Regions from separate parts of the Mus musculus genome. Here region 1 is linked to region 2. A link is a contact called in public Micro-C data. All regions are on one chromosome and are shown on one strand. The core of a region is the stretch at or near the end of the contact, and the rest is flanking DNA. Distances in the headings are between cores, read along the strand shown.

The links. Hi-C and Micro-C count contacts between places; a contact is called where the count stands out from the background.
Region 1: a contact with region 2 is called in a Micro-C map of embryonic fibroblasts, with 4 times the contacts expected there. The contact joins the promoter of Erfe here to the enhancer-like site in region 2. A contact is called at or near these places in 2 of 39 promoter capture datasets (frontonasal cranial neural crest and hippocampal neurons), 2 of 484 Hi-C or Micro-C datasets (cerebellum and embryonic fibroblasts) and 1 of 115 datasets of contacts at active chromatin or transcription factors (astrocytes).

What each region holds. Positions count from the first base shown.
Region 1 is chr1:91,365,152-91,369,642 of GRCm38.p6, reverse strand. Erfe (erythroferrone) reads right to left here and starts at 3,213. Exons shown (of 8, transcript NM_173395.2): 1 at 2,995-3,213; 2 at 1,162-1,278; 3 at 170-272. The coding sequence starts at 3,162.
Region 2 is chr1:90,650,330-90,654,882 of GRCm38.p6, reverse strand. Gm35242 (a long non-coding RNA gene) reads right to left here. Exons shown (of 3, transcript XR_387261.3): 2 at 4,454-4,537; 3 at 942-2,514. Among named protein-coding and RNA genes, the nearest start is that of Gm35242, 3.5 kb to the right of the region's middle. Within about 2 kb of position 2,067, at least 19 of the 459 cell types and tissues checked have an H3K27ac peak or open chromatin away from gene starts, as enhancers often do. A contact at or near this core is called in embryonic fibroblasts, where this site is marked.

The DNA of each region.
Region 1 (4,491 bases), core at 1,964-4,463, 710 kb before region 2:
GCTTCCACCTGCCGCATGTCTCCCACCCACAGTCCCGCCCCATGACAGGCAGGGCGGCCAACAGGGAAGCAACATAGCAGGTGTTTGCTGGGACCTGAACTTTACCCTCTAGAGATGCCCTGCTGGTTTGCCCACACCAGAACATGTGCCCACAGAATGGCACCCCTACCTTTCAGCAACAGCTGGAACTCCTTCAGCAGAACCTCAGATGGGATAAAGGGGCCTGGGGGGCCCTGAGGACCTGGTGGCCCTGGGGGTCCTGGCAGGCCAAGCTGGAAGGGAAGGTAGAGGTTAAGAACATTTGAGGGGAGAGGTGACCCTTCTGCCGGGTCCTACATCGAGGCTGGCAGGAGAGCTCCCGCCTTGGCTGTGGGCTCTTCCCTCCGTGTGGAGGTCCTTAGGGCTCTCATACTCCTCTATCATCAAGCATGGAGTGCAGGCATGGGCAAGGATGGGATTGTGCAGATGTGGAGCTTCTTAGGGGCTGTACAGGGCACGGCAGGCTCTGTATGCAAGAGCCCTACAGCTGCCTCTCTGGATGTGATTCCCAGATAAAGACCACCCAGGCTGCTTCTGGGGACGTGAATCTCAGTCTGGCCTGAGACACAACAACAAGTCTCCACTGCACTTGGGAGTTTATACTGGTCTGGGTCAGGACCTAAGGGAAGGAGGCAAGCTCCTGCATAGAGAAGCCTAAGCAAGGCCAGGTAGCCTAAGGGGGCAGGGCTGACCACACACACATACACACACCCAGGCCCAGTGAATGGGTCAGATCCTGGGCAGGTAAGGCTGACCCTCAATAGAGAAACACAACACACACTGAAGCCCAGCCTGGATCCAGAGTTACTTGGAGGAACTCAATGCAGGAGTCAGTCATCAGGTCCAAGTGCCAGCTTCCTGCCCAAGCCAGGGCCATACTGAGAGGCTCCCATCCTGTACCATTCCAGCAGCCCGAAGCCAACCCAACTCCTTAGCATATGTTGGGTGAGCTTCTCCCTCTGGCCATGAAGGGAAATCTGGGGAGGACCTGGCATCCTGAGGGCTCCTAACTCCTGACTTGCTGGACGCCAGCTTCATACTTGATCCTTGTTTCTTTCCATGGCTTCTGCTGTTGGAAAGGGTACTAGGGGCTCGGGGAGGTGGTGGGCCCAAGCTGCTCACCTTCAGCCTCCTGGCTTTGCTCCTCCTCTTACTGTTGATCCCCTTGTCACTCTGCTTGACGAACAGCATCCAAGCATCCCGGGGATCCACACTGTGTGCATGCGCAATGGTGGGTTCCTGGAACACAGATGGCCACAGTAGGTTTGCTTGGTAGCATCTTGCCCTTGTCACTTGTGTTTTCAGAGGTAGTGTCCGACCCATCCCCAGCCCATGGAGGAGGGAGCCCAGGCTGCAGGAAGGTAGGAGTGGGGCTCCAAAGCAGGTGCTCTGGGATGTATCTTCTTGCTTTTCCTTGAGTGTCACCGTCCTTTGACAGTCACTGGAACCCACAGTTGCTTAGGAGGTGACTATGAATATATGAATACTGGGTGACAACAGGTCATTTTGTCCCTCCCCACAGTCAGAAGTGTCAGGGAGACCAGCCTCAGGGCCACTGTGGTCACAGGGCATGGGGAGCAGTGGGGCAGAGGAGCCGGATGTCATGACTCTAGCTAGGCCTTTACTTTTCTCAGCTTTCTAAAACACTGGCCCAAGGATTCAAGCTCTGAGAGTGGCCTTGTTTCCTGGCAGAGGCCTTTGGCAAATAGGACAGTTAATAGGCCTCTAATGGTCTGGGTTCCATGTAGGGCTACCAGCTAGGAAAGGAATGAACCATTCAAGAGGCCTTAGAAGAAGTCAAGGGCACAGACTCCAGTGTCTGACAGAAAGACCCAGGATCTCAAAACTACCCAAACCGGGGTCTTGTGGGTCACAGGCCAGGCTGCTGTGTCAGGATGATGGAGGCTTCTATGCTTCTTGCTGTCTGATGCCCTCAGTGGACACTCACAGTGCAGTGCTTCCATTATAGGTCAGAACAGGTGTACTGACCCTTCCAGGGGACCGGTGGCCTGTGTACAGACTCGCACCACTGTCAACTTGAGGGCAGCACCGAAAATACATGGAGCCATGTTGGTCAGGGGCCCCAGGAGTTGGAGTGGGAGCTGGGTTCCAGCTATCAGGGAACTGGTGACACCTTGCCCCTCCCAAAGAGGGTTCAAGGCCAACATTCCACTGGGAAGGTCCAGCCTACTCCCCACTTCCTGGTGACTATGTCTGGACCTCATGAAAGTTTTGAAGGCTGATGGCTGGGGGTCAGGGGGAGGCTTCAGACAACAAGGACATGTTTACTCCCACCAAAGGAGGCAGAAATGGGATGGTGGAAGGACCCAGGGATGCCTTGCAGAGGGAGGTATTGTAACCATCTCCAGCTGTCTTAGTGGATGTTTTGTTGGCCCCTGGGGTGCTGAGAACTGAAGAGCGCGCTGGCCTGGGGTTTCCTTGTGCCTGGCCCACAGCATGAGCGATCAACTAGACCCTGAAATTCTTCCCTGAACTCTCACCAACAGGACTGACCAGCTCCAATGAAGGCTACCAATCCACCCTCCCCAGGCCTCTAGCCACACCCTCCCCAGCCTGCGTCTCCACCCCAGCAGTTCAGGTGGAGATCTTGGGAGGGATCGCAGGCAGAGCCTGGTTACATCACTCCTTTCCCAGACGCAGTCACCTAACAAAAAGGAACTAGATCTGGGAGCCCCGCTCTCTCACCAGTCTTCCAGTTTCACGAGGAGCAAGTTAACTGCATTTCACACCTTTCCCAATCTCTCCTACTGGCCTAGTGGAGTTCTGCCGCCAAAGCCACGGTACAGAGGACGCATCCACCCAACCCTGGGTCTCACAGAGCCCCTGAGAGCGACGTATCCCCAGTGTTGGACACTGCGCAGCAAGGGGTGCCACCTTCCCCACCGTCTTAGGGCCCCCCGGGACAGGAAGATGTGGGGCGCGGCTGCGTCTTACCGGCGGGCTGTTGGCTGGCGGGGCGGGCAGCTCGGCCCCGGGCGGCTGCGGGCGTGCATGAGTCCCCACGGGCTCCGCGGACTCAGGGACACCGAGGCCCATGGCGGCGAGTAGGCTGGCGCAGGCGAGCAGCGTGCGAGCTCCGACGGGGCGGCGGGTCGAGGCCATGCTGGCGGCGGCGGCGGCAGTAAAGAGCACGGCTGGTCAGGTCGGCGCCTTATAACGCGCTTGAATCCCCCGCCTCGCGCGCGCCGCCCTCGCTGCCGTCGCCCCCTCGCGGCTAGGGCACGCTCTGCAGGCACAGGGGACCCTGAGGAGGCGGGCGCCCGATCCGGTCCGTGCACGCCTCCACTTTGCTGCCTGTAGCCCAGGGTTAGCTTCTCTTCTCCTAGCCCTGCACCCGAGGCTTTCTAAGACACCCCCCCCTTTCTCTAAGGACACCCACTGCACCATTCTGCACGTCTTCTTAGGACCTCCCCCCGCCCCGGGTCTCTTCTTTTCTCATGGTTCCAGGCCTTAATGACAAGTTGAGTACCTGAGAATATGGCAGCCCTTATGGCTCCTCCTTTTCAAGCTGGGGAACCTGGAGCACTTTTAAGGTTTCCCTGCTCTTCCCCACCCCGGATGTATCTGCACAGCTGGCACCTCTCAGGCTCCAGCTACGGAGTCTGCTACTAGCAGCTACAGAGAACTGACCCAGTCTGGCTGAAAGGTCGGATCCCTCTGATGTCCTAAGCCAGGCAGATGGAGCTCAGACTGCTGCCCACTGCCCACCACGGAGCATTCAACCAGGACAGATGTGGCAAATCCTAAAGGATGAACTGCGAGGAGGCCTTTTCTGGGTGGTTCTCCTCCAGAGAGGCAGGCCTAGCTGCCTTGAGCTGCTGTCATTACATTGGCTGTAGATAAAGCAGCACACCTGGGTTTCTTTGTTTCTTTTTTTGTTTTGTTTTGTTTTGTTTTGTTTTTTGTTTTTTCCTTTGTTTGCTTGCTTGCTTGATTTGTTTTAATCTTAAATTGTGTGCGTCCAGGTGCCCTTAAAGGCTAGAAGAGGGAGTCCAAAGAAGGGACTTGATTTGGGAAGCATGACCCTAAGATATCAAGTGACCCTGCTCTGTTCACAGTGAGGGCCCCAGCTGGAGCGCTGACAACCAGATCTGTTGCCATGTGAAAGTAGTTATTTTCCCAAACAACGGACTGTCCTAGTGATGTCATGGGTTCTTCCAGAGGGCCCAGATCCAAATAGTTCTGGTACTGGCATGGCTTCCTGGACCCTAGCTCAAGGTAATGACGCGGTCCAGTTCAGGCGCATAGCCCCAGAGCTCTAGCCATTCAGGAAAGGTTCCCGCATGTTTGCAGGGTCCTGTTTGAAAGCAAGGTCCTCAGGAGGACAGGAGTGCATGGCAAAGCTCACAGGGCGCTAAGCATAGGGTCCACAGCCTCAAAGGAGTGGCATCTCTGATTCAGAAGTGGGACCCTTGAGTGTGGTGGTGCCTG
Region 2 (4,553 bases), core at 818-3,317:
TTCAGGCTTCGCAAAAGTCTGGGTCTCTAGACTTAGGGGTGATTTTGCATTCATGCTTGCTGGCACGACAGGAGTTGGAAGCGTTCCTAGACTACAAAAGGTGCTGAGTGTGTTTCTGACCTGGAGCACTGATCACATCTAATAGCAGCTCTACCAGAAAACCAAAAGCTAAACCAGGTGACTTACAGAATGCTTTCAATTTCCACATCACAAAAACCTCTACCGGGGCTGAGTGTGATCTACTGAGTTCAGAAGGGACACCCAGGCACCACACCATTACAGAGAAAGTCACCGTTTAGATTTGCTGTGTGCATTTCTGAAGAGACATGGATGCACACCTCCTTGCCTCCGATAGGGGACCAGCAGGATAACTCCATAGGAGTCTAACTCAGTGAGTCAACAAGTTTATTGAGCTTACAGACAAAAGACTAGGTGAGGGTTATTTACAGCATAGGAGACTCCCAAATAACTACAGCAGTGACCAGTGATACCCCAGCAGGGATGATAACTTCCCATAGCTACCTAGTTAGAGACGTTCCCATCTACCCCTTCCAGCCAGCCTTCCATCCCTTTTTATCCTAGCGTCTCCCAAGACCACGTTTTGCAGAGGTACAATTACATATAACCAGGAGGCAGATGCGGGAGGGAGGGATTGGCTGGAGTTTGAGGTAAGAGCTTGGTGACCTCCCCAGACCTCCTTCTACAAGGAACATCAAGAAGTCCGCCCTTGTGAAGGGTCTGATGACCCCACCTCCAAGCTTTCCTTCTGTGGGAGCATGCCAATAGGCCTGAGCTTATGGATGCTCTCGTGCCAATATTCATAGGCATTTTGGCTAAAACTGTGATTTCTGTCATGCCCAAAGGATAGCATTCCACACAGGATACAACACCTGAGTGATTGATAATGGAATAATCAAAAAGCGCTAAGCTCAGAGGAATTGCGGTCTTTATTGATAAGTCGTTTAATTATAAGTGTGCCTGGTTACATTTCAACAATGACCGTGTTTGACAGCTGTCTCTCTAAATGATAGAAGGAATCTGTCTGGCCTGCCGCAGTGCACGCCATTTCTCTCTGCAATCAGGACAAACTGTCTTCCCTTGTGTTCGAAGCCACGCAGAACCCAGAGGTGCTGAGGCAATGTTGTCCCAGGAAGGAGCTCTCAGAGAGAAACAACAGGAAGAAGTCAGAGCTCTAGAGACAGTGTTCACCTGGTACAGTGGCAGTCAGTGTTGCTACAGGGAAGAGTTAGCCAAGGAGGGCTGGAGGAAGGAGAGAGTGGCAGGGATTACATAGGACCTGTGACTCGGAGGCCCCTGGTCCTGGGTCCTGACCCTGTTGCTTACTAGGTGACCCATGCAGACAGATCTCTTCTTTCCTGGGTCTGTTTTCTCTGCGTCAGTGTGGTCAAGGAGACTGCTCATTTCTTAGGACTTTAACAGGATGGGTGATGACAGTGTGGGACTGTGCCAAAAGCAGGTATCACAGTGGCCCAGGAGGCAGTGACAATGCCTCCCCTCTTAGAAGAGCACAGAATCCCAGTAGTTGTGAGAAACCTGATTTGGATTGTAGGGACCTTGGGCTGCACTGCCCCGTGCTGGGGGGTACTCAGCCCCTCATTCTGGGGTGCTGTGCCTACTTCTCTGTGGCCACCACGGTAGAAAGATGCAGGCTGTATGAAAGCTAGGGTCTCTTTAAGTCTGGACTAGGAGAGTAGGATCAGGAATGCAATGGGCAGTGTTCAGGAGCAGAGAGTCTTCTTAGAGAGTTTGAAAATGGACTTCTACATTGAAGGCCCTCACCTTTGCTTTCTCCTGAGAGATGGGTCAAGTGGTGCCTTCTGGGACTGTGCTGTGCCCTGAAAGGATTAATCTATTCTCTGGTTTGCCCAGGACATCAAGGCTGGACTCATCAGTTCCAGAAGTGTGCTGGGGGTGATGCCACAAGGTTGTCATTTCACTGAGAGCAAACATATCACTCACCCTGGTCCTAAGAAAACAGGGGACTGAAGAAATTGAACTGCCAGTAGAGAATTGTCCCCTAGATGGACATGTGGAAAACAGCTCTGGAGAGCCTAGCTTGTGACTCACAGGCAGTATCCCCCTGCCCCCCACTGCAGCTGTGGGCAGCGTGGCCACCTTCTGATTCACGTTTTCCAAGGTTACCCAGAAAAATGGAAACCATCTGGATACACCAGCTCCCACCCAGATGGATGCCCGCACAGTTCTCAGACTGGCATAGAAGCTTCCATAGTCCCTGCTTGCCCAGAGCAGCTTCCTCAGCTCTAAGGTCTGTCTAGCTCCATCATCATTGAACTCCAGGCCCGCTGATCCAGAAGGCTTCCACACAGGGCACCAAATGGACATGGAGGTGCCTGCCTGTAGCGAGGGTCCTTTTAAGGTCCCTTACTTGCTGTTCTTCTGGGTAACTCCAGGACGTCATGTGGTGCTCCTTCCATGAGCCATTTCTCATCTGACTTGGGTGCTGACACAAGGCTTCCTCTCTAATTTGGGGTTCTGAATATAAGGCAAAGAAAGGAGGGGTGTCCAGAAGGGAAGGCCATCCTGGGAGAGCCCTCAGAGGTTCCCAGCATCTGCTGTCTTGGGAATATCGCTCCAGCTGTGTGCAGCTGGCATCTCACAGTCCGATTACATGTGTGTGTTTGTGTGCGTGCGCGCACATGTGCGCAGATTTATGAAGAATTTTCCCATATGATAAGCCCCACTTGCATTTTAGATCTAAGAGCACCCAGTACAATCTAGAGCCTGGTAAAGGTTGCTCTCCTTGCCAGCTGCAGGGCCAGACTGCCTGGCCCTATTCCTACTCCCACATTGGCTGCCTGGCCCAGTTTCCTGGGGACAGTAATGGTTCATCTAGAGACTGCTGGAAGCCTGGAGGAGACACACCAGCTCCCTGAGGCCCTGGGGAGCACTCAGACAGACTTGGGGTGGGAGAAGGACAGAGAAAGTAGCCATTATAAAGTCACTACTGTGGGGTCCTGGAGTGTTGCCTGTCCTCTCTGGCTTGGGGTAGTAGTTTAAGTGTCCCTTTCAACAGCCACCCAGTTCCATTGGCCTTGAATGAGTCACCCCTTTAAGGCCAGCATGTGAAGCTAACATGGCTGTAAGAATCCTCCTGTTCTCTTGTTCTTGCAGACAGGCTGTGTTTCCATCAGCTACCCATCCTTGCTGTGGGCTTCACCTCTCTCCCAAAACCTTTTCCACCCCATTGCTCCAAAAGCCTAGGAAGGTTTGGACTCTGATTGTGGGCACATGGAGATGCTGGTCTGAGTGAGGTCCTGTTTCTAGAGACGGCAGAGATCTGTGTGGTGGACGGTGGCAGATCTGGTGCAGAAGCAAGGGTGAGAGGCCCTTTGCCTGGGTCATCTGCATGTTAGCAGAGGATATGGGGGATGGGTAGCCAGTACTGGAGGAGGGAGAGGAGGGGACAGCCTAATGGTGTTAGATGGGAGGGAGGCACAAGGGGAGATTGGGTAGGGGAGCACACAAGAACAGGGATGACAGCCAAGGCTCTGTGAAGCTGCTGAAGGCCCTACCCTTCCCAGGAAGGTGATGTGCTCTCCACACTACAAAGAATATCAGTTAGGAAACAGAATATCTTATGGAATGTGAGTGCAAGAGGCTTGGAGGCATGGGGGAGGGGCTGGAAGTCAGAGGCCAGCATTCACTTCCTTTCTGGAAGCATGACTTGGTGGGAGGGATAACGATAGCTTGCTGGATGTGCAAGGGCTGGAGTTTGTCTGGCTTTGGTGTAGGCCTGGGGCATTTCAGTAGTGTGGTGGGGAATCCACTGCTGAGACTGCAGAACAGCCCCTGGCAAAATGCCCTGTGCTTCAGAAAGCGGCTGCTGCCTGGCCAGACAAGGAACCAGACCCAGACAGTTTTTTCAGGAGGTGACCCTTCGCAAGGAAGGAGAGAGGCCCAGGCCTCTAAGATTTGAAGTCGCCTCCCCCACTTGAAGATACTTGAAGCAGCTGCCAGATGGACCACCTCCCCATGTTTCAAGGCTGCCATCTGGTGGAAGGCTGGGGAATAGCAAGTATCTTAAACAAGACCCTTTCCACTCCAGGGGCTCAAGCAACTATTGACAGGTAAAGTGGACAACATAGAGCCCTAAAGATCTTTTTGCCTGGGAGGAAGAGCATCTCTGGGCCTACTTGATTGACTGGCGAGCAGAGATGGTGATTAACCTACAAAGTGTCACTTGCCTCCCTCCAAGTTCTTCTGTGTCTCCACAGTACTGCTCTAAGCAATGCACAAGATACATGACACTCTTGTATTCAAACCTTGCCCAGCCTTTGGAACCCATGAGCATGCATTCACTCTTGTGTGTAGAGCATGATGGCCACAGAGATCAATGTCATCATGTAGCACGTGCCTGCATCAATCACCCTGCTGTCCCTTACTCACTCCAGTCTATCAGACTGCTACTTACAATTTACCGTGCTGTTCTCGTTACTCATCAGCTATTGAGACCCACTGTTTGAAAGGCCAAATGATGTCTCCTCCGACGAAGGTTCTGGAATGGAACAGAT